Linked DNA regions of Salvelinus alpinus: region 2 is linked to region 1. The links are chromatin contacts, called in public Hi-C maps. All regions are on one chromosome and are shown on one strand. The core of a region is the stretch at or near the end of the contact, and the rest is flanking DNA. Distances in the headings are between cores, read along the strand shown.

Region 1 (4,369 bases), core at 1,098-3,597:
ACTGGTCACTCATTTAACACAGTAAATTCATCAGGCTTAAGCCATGTTTCAGTCAGGCCAATCACATCAAGATTATGATCAGTGATTAGTTAATTGACTATAACTGCCTTGGAAGTGAGGGATCTAACATTAAGTAGCCCTATATTGAGATGTGAGGTATCACAATCTCTTTCAATAATGGCAGGAATGGAGGAGGTCTTTATTCCAGTGAGATTGCTAAGGCAAACACCGCCATGTTTAGTTTTGCCCAACCTAGGTCGAGGCACAGACACGGTCTCAATGGGGATAGCTGAGCTGACTACACTGACTGTGCTAGTGGCAGACTCCACTAAGCTGGCAGGCTGGCTAACAGCCTGCTGCCTGGCCTGCACTCTATTTCATTGTGGAGCTAGGGGAGTTAGAGTCCTGTCTATGTTCGTAGATAAGATGAGAGCACCCCTCCAGCTAGGATGGAGTCCGTCACTCCTCAACAGGCCAGGCTTGGTCCTGTTTGTGGGTGAGTCCCAGAAAGAGGGACAATTATCTACAAATTCTATTTTTTGGGAGGGGCAGAAAACAGTTTTCAACCAGCGATTGAGTTGTGAGACTGCTGTAGAGCTCATCACTCCCCCTAACTGGGAGGGGGCCAGAGACAATTACTCAATGCCGACATCTTTCTAGCTGATTTACACGCTGAAGCTATGTTGCGCTTGGTGAACTCTGACTGTTTCATCCTAACATCGTTGGTGCCGACGTGGATAACAATATTCCTATACTCTCTACACTCGCCAGTTTTAGCTTTAGCCAGCACCATCTTCAGATTAGCCTTAACGTCGGTAGCCCTTAACGTCGGTAGCCCTAAACATCAGCACCACAGGTAACTTCCATAATGGTGTGAACAATCTAAGAGACAAGGCAAGAAGGGCCTTCTACACTATCAAAAGGAACACAAAATTTGAGATCCCAATTAGGATCTGGCTAAAAAATCCTTGAATCAGAACCCATTGCCCTTTATAGTTGTGAGGTCTGCGGTCCGCTCACCAACCAAGAATTCACAAAATGGGACAAACACCAAATTGAGACTCTGCATGCAGAATCCTGCAAAAACATCAGTGTACAACGTAAAACACCAAATAATGCATGCAGAATAAAATTAGACCGATACCCTTTTATTATCAAAATCCAGAAAAGAGCCATTCAATTCTACAGCCACCGAAAAGGAAGCGATTCCCAAACCATCCTTAACAAAGCCATCACCTACAGAGAGATCCAACCAAATCATGAGAAAAAAGAAAGATAATTACTTGACACATTGGAAAGAATTAACAAAAAAAACGAGCAAACTAGAATGCTATTTGTCCCTAAACAGAGAGTACACAGTGGCAGAATACCTGACCACCGGGTCTGACCCAAAATTAAGGAACGACTCAGTGAGCATAGCATTCCTACTGAGAAAAGCCTCCAAAAGTAGACCTGGCTCTCAAGAGAAGACAGGCTATGTGCACACTGCCCACAAAATGAGGTGGAAACTGAGCTGCACTTCCTGACCACCTTCCAGATGTATGTTCATATTAGAGACACACATTTCCCTCAGATCACACAGACCCACAAAGAATTCGAAAACAAATCCAATTTTGATAAACTCCCATATCTACTGGGTGAAATTCCACAGTGTGCCATCACAGCAGCAAGATTTGTGACCTGTTGCCACAAGAAAAGGGCAACCAGTGAAGAACAAACACCATTGTAAATACAACCCATATTTATGCTTATTTATTTTCCCTTGTGTACTTTAACCATTTGTACATTGTTACAACACTGTATATATACAATATGACATTTGTGATGTCTTTATTGTTTTGAAACTTCTGTATGTGTAATGTTTACTGTTCATTTTTATTGTTCATTTAACTTTTGTATATTATCTACCTCACTTGCTTTGGCAATGTTAACACATGTTTCCCATGCCAATAAAGCCCCTTGAATTGAATTGAATTGAGAGAGAGACTCGATCTATAGTAGTTCAGCTGTGCCCCCTGCTGGTTTTGTAATTTGGGTCTGCAAAGGGTAGGGACTATGGAAATGGCCTGTTAACTGGTTTACCTGAATTGACATTGTCTGATTTAGTTGTAGTACATTTAGTAAATTGCATGATTTTCATCTATTCAAGGAAAAGGAAATTCAACATTATGAATAGTAATTTCAGAAGTTATTCAACAGTATCTGCTTGGATAGTGGTTTCTGACGGATCTCAAATTAATACAAACCAATTGAACGTTTGCCAATCAGTACATTTTTATCCCAGTCAATTTTTACAGTAACATTCCTGGCTAGATTTTGACTGTAGTTAGCCTACCAGTCTTTAGTTTGAAAGACGTCACGACTACTGTTACCTGGATCTCTGATTGGTTCAGAGACTCTATCCGGGTACTGCGCTGGAACGAGCTAAAGGTACCAATATGGCGGAGGTAAGAGGGAAAACAGGGGAGAAGCATCAGATTTTAAATCGATGTTTAGAAAATGTGTGTTGCTAACTTTCTATTTAAATGTAATCGATTACATAGATTAAGATGTTTTTGTTCTATATTTGTGGTTTTGTGTCAAAATTGCCGCAAATATCCCTCTAAAATATGTTTGAATGTATACACCGATCCTTCACGACAAGGCCTGTTCGCTCTCAGCTGCTTTGCTAACGTCTACTGGGCAGACTCAAACGCCAATTTGATGTGGGAAGAAAAATAAATAGACTTGATTTGCAATTAATTGCGATTGTGTTTTTCGGTTCTTGTGTAAAAACAAAAACATCGCCTATAACTGGTGAATTGTTCACAGTTTTAGGTTACCGTGTACAGAGGCTAAACAATAATTGTTTTTTATTGTCAATAAGGTTAGCTTTAACGCTAATTTCAGAGCATTGGCAGTACACAAAACTGGATATAGGGGCCTTGATGTTATTTTGCGTGCCACATCCAAATGGTATCATATTGCTACTTAATATTCAAATTCTATAACATTAAATAAACCGCTGTGCGTTCGGTATGTGTTTTCAGGTTGCGGAAAAATGCAGCTCTGTTTATTTATTTATCCTGCTGGATATTATTGACAATGTCTGCTGTAAAGAAAAAAGATTTTCGAACGTGTAACAGTAATATTCACAGATTTTAAATTGCTTAATTGGTGCTATTATATTTTTGTTCTTCTAAACAGGCTTCCTTCGGGAGTTCGAGCCCAGGTAATGTCGGAATTATTTTTTTTATGGAATTTGAATGTGAAATTATGAATATGACATGTCCATTTTATATTCAGTTAATGTTTTGATACCATGTAGCTAAATACATGTATAAAATATTTATTAAGAAAGTAATTATTGTAAATTATGTAAATCATTTAATTATGCTGTGGGTGCGCCAATGGTATTGACAAGCAGTGGCATTGCCAGTTTTGCCAAGAGTATCTTAATTTATTTGCGGTTGTCCTTGTAACCGTGCCTTTAAACTGCATTCTAAAATAGTTTTCACTCCACAGTTGGCTCTTTGTCGTCGGAAGATCATGACTTCGATCCGTCAGCCGAGATGCTTGTTCATGAATATGACGATGAGAGGACTTTGGAGGAGGAAGAGTCATTTGAGGGCGAGAAAAACTTCAACTCAGAGATAGCCGATCTAGAGAAGGTCGGTTGGCTATAGCTCCAGATTGTAACACCAGATAATGTGATTTAACCCAACTTTTTTTACCATTATACTGGTAGTTACAGGTGTGACTATACAAAACATCAGCAGAGATGAACTAACCTTGTATTAGCGATTGGTGGAAACAGGAGTCTCGTAAAATGGATGCATCCAGTTGCACGGGGTCCGTTTGATTTGAGAAAATGCTCTGCTATCAAAATAATGTTGATCATTAAGTAATCGAACAATGTGTACGTCGCCACCTTGTCCATTTCAAGTCTTCTCTCATTAATTGAGACAGGTGTGTCCACCCCCAAAGTGCTGCATGACAGACAGCCCTGTCTCGATCAATGTGAAAAGACTTGAAATGGACAAGATGGCGGCATACACATTGTTGGATTACTTCATGAACCAAAATATTTTATTTATTTTAATAGAGCATTTTCTGAATTCAAACGGACCCACTGCAACTGGACACAGGCATTTTATGAGACTCCTTTTTCCACGAATCGAGGACAAAGATGGTATCGCCAATACCAGGTTAGTTGGAAAAATCTCTGATAATGTTTTTTAATATCCACACCTGTAATTACCAGCATAATGGTACACATCTTTTTCCCATTAAATCACATTATCTGGTGTTACAATCTGTAGCTAGGTTGGCTAATAATATAAATTAATGTACTGTTTCCTTTCTTTTAGACAGGCATTGTAGTTGTCAT
Region 2 (4,369 bases), core at 1,070-3,569, 160 kb before region 1:
ACAATAAATCGTGGATTCTTAAATTCAGTTGGCAAAGCTGGGTCTGATCATAAAACATGCCCGTGTTTCTTGACAGCATCTCCCACTTTGCGCGAGTTCAAAGTATATGTGGAGGTGAACATTACAGAGTGTTCTTTAGCTTTAGTGGGTCTTTTTTGTAGCAGTTCATCTCGTGTTTTCACTAATGCCAAATTAAGAGCTTCATCCACACATTGTAATACTAGCAAGAGCAGTTTGTTGATTTATTGAACAATATATGAAGGGTGAGGTGTGTGCCAAGCTTCATTGGTCACATGTAAAGGAAGGGAATTATAAACATGTCCTTACACTGTAATTAAACCAGGTGCCAGATACTGTATGTCCTGTGAGAACAAATATGCAGAGCATTTGAAGTAATTATGTAAATTAGTCTTTCCCACTGTGGTGTGAAAGTAAGGTTGCAAACTGAGAGAAATTAATACAATTCTATTTTCTGGATGATGTTGACAATGTTTTTTGTTCCCAGCTGGGTTATTGTGTTATAAAATGTCCATTCTGTTGGCCTAGTCATTTTCACTTCCACTGAGTTACAGGAGGCTACTATGGAAAAAGCTAGAAGAGCATTAGTTATCCAAGCTGATCACTGCACTGGCCAGTGCGCAATGATATAGAGATTAGAGCAGGACATACAGTAGAGAGCACAGCATTTGTCTGACTTCATATCATATCATCCCCTCTAACTAAAAAGGCACGTTAATTGTATTGTCTTTCCACATGCCAAGCAGGCAGGAGAGAGCAGAGGAACAGTAGTAGACCAGTGAGGGAAGCACGGGCAAATTCTTAAGCCAACTCCTGTTGTGCATGTCTCCCCCTTAGTCAGCAGACAGAAGCAGTCACACAGGAGGTGGGAAGGTTGTACATCCCAAATGGCACCCTATTTCTTATATAGTGCATTACTTTTTACCAGGGCCCATCGGTATCTTGTCAAAAGTAGTGTGTTATGTAGGGAATAGGGTGCCATTTGGAAATCAAGGCGGCACACGGTCTCCACTGGGAGCCTGGGTCAATGTGATCATAACCCACAGATCTAAAGCCTGCAGAGGGCTCTGCTGTACACCACAGAGTACCCATGGCTGTGCCCAGGAACTATGGTAATCTGCTCTGACATACTGGCAGATCGTAAAACTGTATTCCAACCTGGAGGACTGTAAAATAACCACCTGATGGTGCTAGAACCTCAAATTAAAATCAGAGTGGCAGAAAGCCACAGTTGTATTAATTTACACTCACAATTTTGTAGAATTTATATGTGCTGTAGCAATGTATATGATTTTACAACACATACTGCTGTTTCTAACTCTGAATGCTCGGCTATGAAAAGCCAACTGACATTTACTCCTGAGGTGCTGACCTGTTGCACCCTCTACAACCACTGTGATTATTATTATTATTTGACCCTGCTGGTAATCTATGAACATTTGAAGATCTTTGCCATGTACTGTTATAATCTCAACCCGGCACAGCCAGAAGAGGACTGGCCACCCCTCAGAGCCTGGTTCCTTTCTAGGTTTCTTCCTAGGTTCCTGCCTTTCTAGGGTGTTTTTCCTAGCCCCCATGCTTCTACATGGTGCAACAGGTAGCCTTGTGGTTAGAGTGTTGGGCCAGTAACAGAAAGGTTGCTAGATCGAATCCCCAAGCTGACAAGGTAAATATCTGTTGTTCTGCCCCTGAACACCGTTCCTAGGCGGTCATTGTAAATAAGAATTTGTTCTTAACTGACTTGCCTAGTTAAATAAATAAATAAACTTCTGCATTGCTTGCTGTTTGGGGTTTTAGGCTGGGTTTCTGTATAGCACTTGTGACATTGGCTGATGTAAAAAGGGTAATATAAATACATTTGATTGATTGATTGATTGATTGATTAATACTGTACATACAGAACACATGATTTAACCATTTGGTTTTCATCACTGATTCACCCAACTATCAGATTTGATTAGTTGTTATCAAGATTTTGCTTGTGCTTGATATAAGTGTGGTATATAAACACCTTAACACTGAGTATATGGTGTTGATGATGATGTAATGGTAATGATGAAGATTATAATGATGATGATTATTAATATTTAGCATTGCAAGATTGGGTAAATATTTTTCATTTTATCCAAGCCTTTTCCTTTATCGTTAGCATATAAACACCAGTCATTGACATGCCAGTCCTGACTGTGAGGGAGCTCTACCTGACCTCTAGAGTGACGTCGTAGAGCCAGCCAGACAAAGGGGCGGGGCCTACGATGTCATTCTGGCTAGTCAATGAGACCAGGCTGCATATAAACCCAAGCACTCTTGACTGCATTCAGAGTACGAGCAACGAAGTCATCACCTCACTATGGAATTACTGAGGAATATCTCTCAACAGCCGACGAATAGCAACAGGATGTACGAGCCCAACCAACCCGGTTCCTGTGAACTGCGGAGAAAGAGAACTGAGGACCACGGTCATGCACCTGCAGAGATGTCGAAGATTATCACGGATCCTGCCACCGGGAAATGTTACTGCCGTGGGAAAGTTCTGGGAAAGGTAGCCATCAGTGAATTACAGAAACACGCAAATTACGCAAAGATAAACTGTTCTTTATAACTGTCTACTTTGGGAATAGTACACTGTTATTCCAAAGCATGGACACTTTAAAGGAACCTGGTAAATATGCTTATCAATATGATTGTGTTATTTTATTTTCAGGGAGGTTTCGCCAAGTGCTATGAGATGACCGACCTGTCCACGAGTAAAGTTTATGCAGCGAAAATTATTCCCCACACGCGCGTCTCCAAACCGCACCAACGGGAAAAGGTAAGAGCGCGCACCACTATTCATCATGTATTATAATGTCTATATAGATTGAAACTGAATGTCCAGGACTTTTGGTTAATTAATTGCTTTTAATAATCACTATGATATATCTTCTCCATAGATTGATAGGGAAATCGAGCTACACAGAGTTCTCCACCATAAACACATCGTGCACTTTTACCATCATTTCGAGGATAAAGATAACATCTACATCCTCCTGGAATACTGCAGTAGAAGAGTGAGTGTTAACTGCTACACTTGAATACTAAGCCTTTATTACTGAACTGGACTGAGAAATTCCTGCATACAGTAGCAGCACCTCAAAACTACAGCCCTTACTGGGCAGCAGACATAAAATGGGGAAACAAAAAATAATACCATCTCTGGCTAATGTGAAAGAGATGTTCTTATTTTCCATAGACTGCCTTGACTGATCTAATATTTATTCCCATGTTATCTTTGTACAGTCTTTGGCACATATCCTGAAGGCACGCAAAGTGCTCACAGAGCCTGAAGTGCGATACTACCTCCGTCAGATCGTCTCAGGGCTGAAGTACCTGCATGAACAAGATATCCTACACAGAGACCTCAAACTTGGTAAGCATCTATGGCAAGAGACACAATAGAAGCCAGAGTCATTATCATTCAATTGGCTTTGCCAAGCACTGTGCAGAGGGATTCAAACCTGCAACCTTCACCTGTCAATCTGTAAACCAACCAATTTATGTTATTGATGACTCAGTAAATGGTATAATATTTGTAATCGTCTTCTCCCCTCCTAGGTAACTTCTTTGTGAGTGAGTCGATGGAGCTGAAGGTGGGAGACTTTGGGCTGGCTGCCAAGCTAGAGCCTGCTGGTAACAGGAGGAAGACCATCTGTGGGACACCCAACTACCTGTCCCCTGAGGTGCTCAACAAGCAGGGCCACGGCTGTGAATCAGACGTCTGGGCCCTGGGTTGTGTCATGTGAGTACATTCTATTTTATTTAGAGTTTTTTGTCAATAGACTGCTCTGTAAAATTCCATTCCATATGTAAATACACTGTTATGACAACCAGTCACCAACTAAATCTCCCCTCCGTTCTCCAGGTACACCATGCTCCTGGGCAGACCACCGTTCGAGACCACCAATCTGAAGGAGACGTACAGGTGTATCCGGGAGGCGCGTTACTCCCTGCCCTCCTCCCTGTCGCCCCAGGCCAAACAGCTCATCTCCAGCCTCCTGGCCAAGGCCCCGGAGGACCGACCTCACCTGGACCACATACTGCGCCATGATTTCTTCTCACAGGTGAGTTAGCGAGCCCTCACTCAGCCTCTCTCTCTTGCTCTCTCTGTACTGTATGGAGCATGAAACTGCAAATCACATTTTGTTTTAACATTCTGTTTCCTACTTATGATATGATTATTCGTCTATCTGCACTTTTTCATTCTCCTAACATCTCGCTCTCCCCCTCTCCGTCCTTCCAGGGTTTTGTGCCAGAGCGTCTTCCTGCTAGTTGCTGCCACTCCGCTCCAGAGTTCCACGTCTCCAGCCCTGCC

The links. Hi-C and Micro-C count contacts between places; a contact is called where the count stands out from the background.
Region 2: a Hi-C map of muscle shows a contact between it and region 1, with 13 times the contacts expected there. The contact joins the promoter of plk2b here to the promoter of LOC139545249 in region 1. A contact is called at or near these places in 3 of 3 Hi-C or Micro-C datasets (liver, muscle and red muscle).

Annotation. Positions count from the first base shown.
Region 1 is chr19:29,040,704-29,045,072 of SLU_Salpinus.1, reverse strand. It overlaps LOC139545249 (mesoderm induction early response protein 3-like), which reads left to right and starts at 2,347. Exons shown (of 13, transcript XM_071352829.1): 1 at 2,347-2,447; 2 at 3,187-3,211; 3 at 3,505-3,650. The coding sequence starts at 2,439.
Region 2 is chr19:29,203,252-29,207,620 of SLU_Salpinus.1, reverse strand. plk2b (polo-like kinase 2b (Drosophila)) reads left to right here and starts at 2,319. Exons shown (of 13, transcript XM_071352836.1): 1 at 2,319-2,560; 2 at 2,723-2,830; 3 at 2,952-3,068; 4 at 3,298-3,427; 5 at 3,613-3,796; 6 at 3,920-4,118; 7 at 4,298-4,369. The coding sequence starts at 2,369.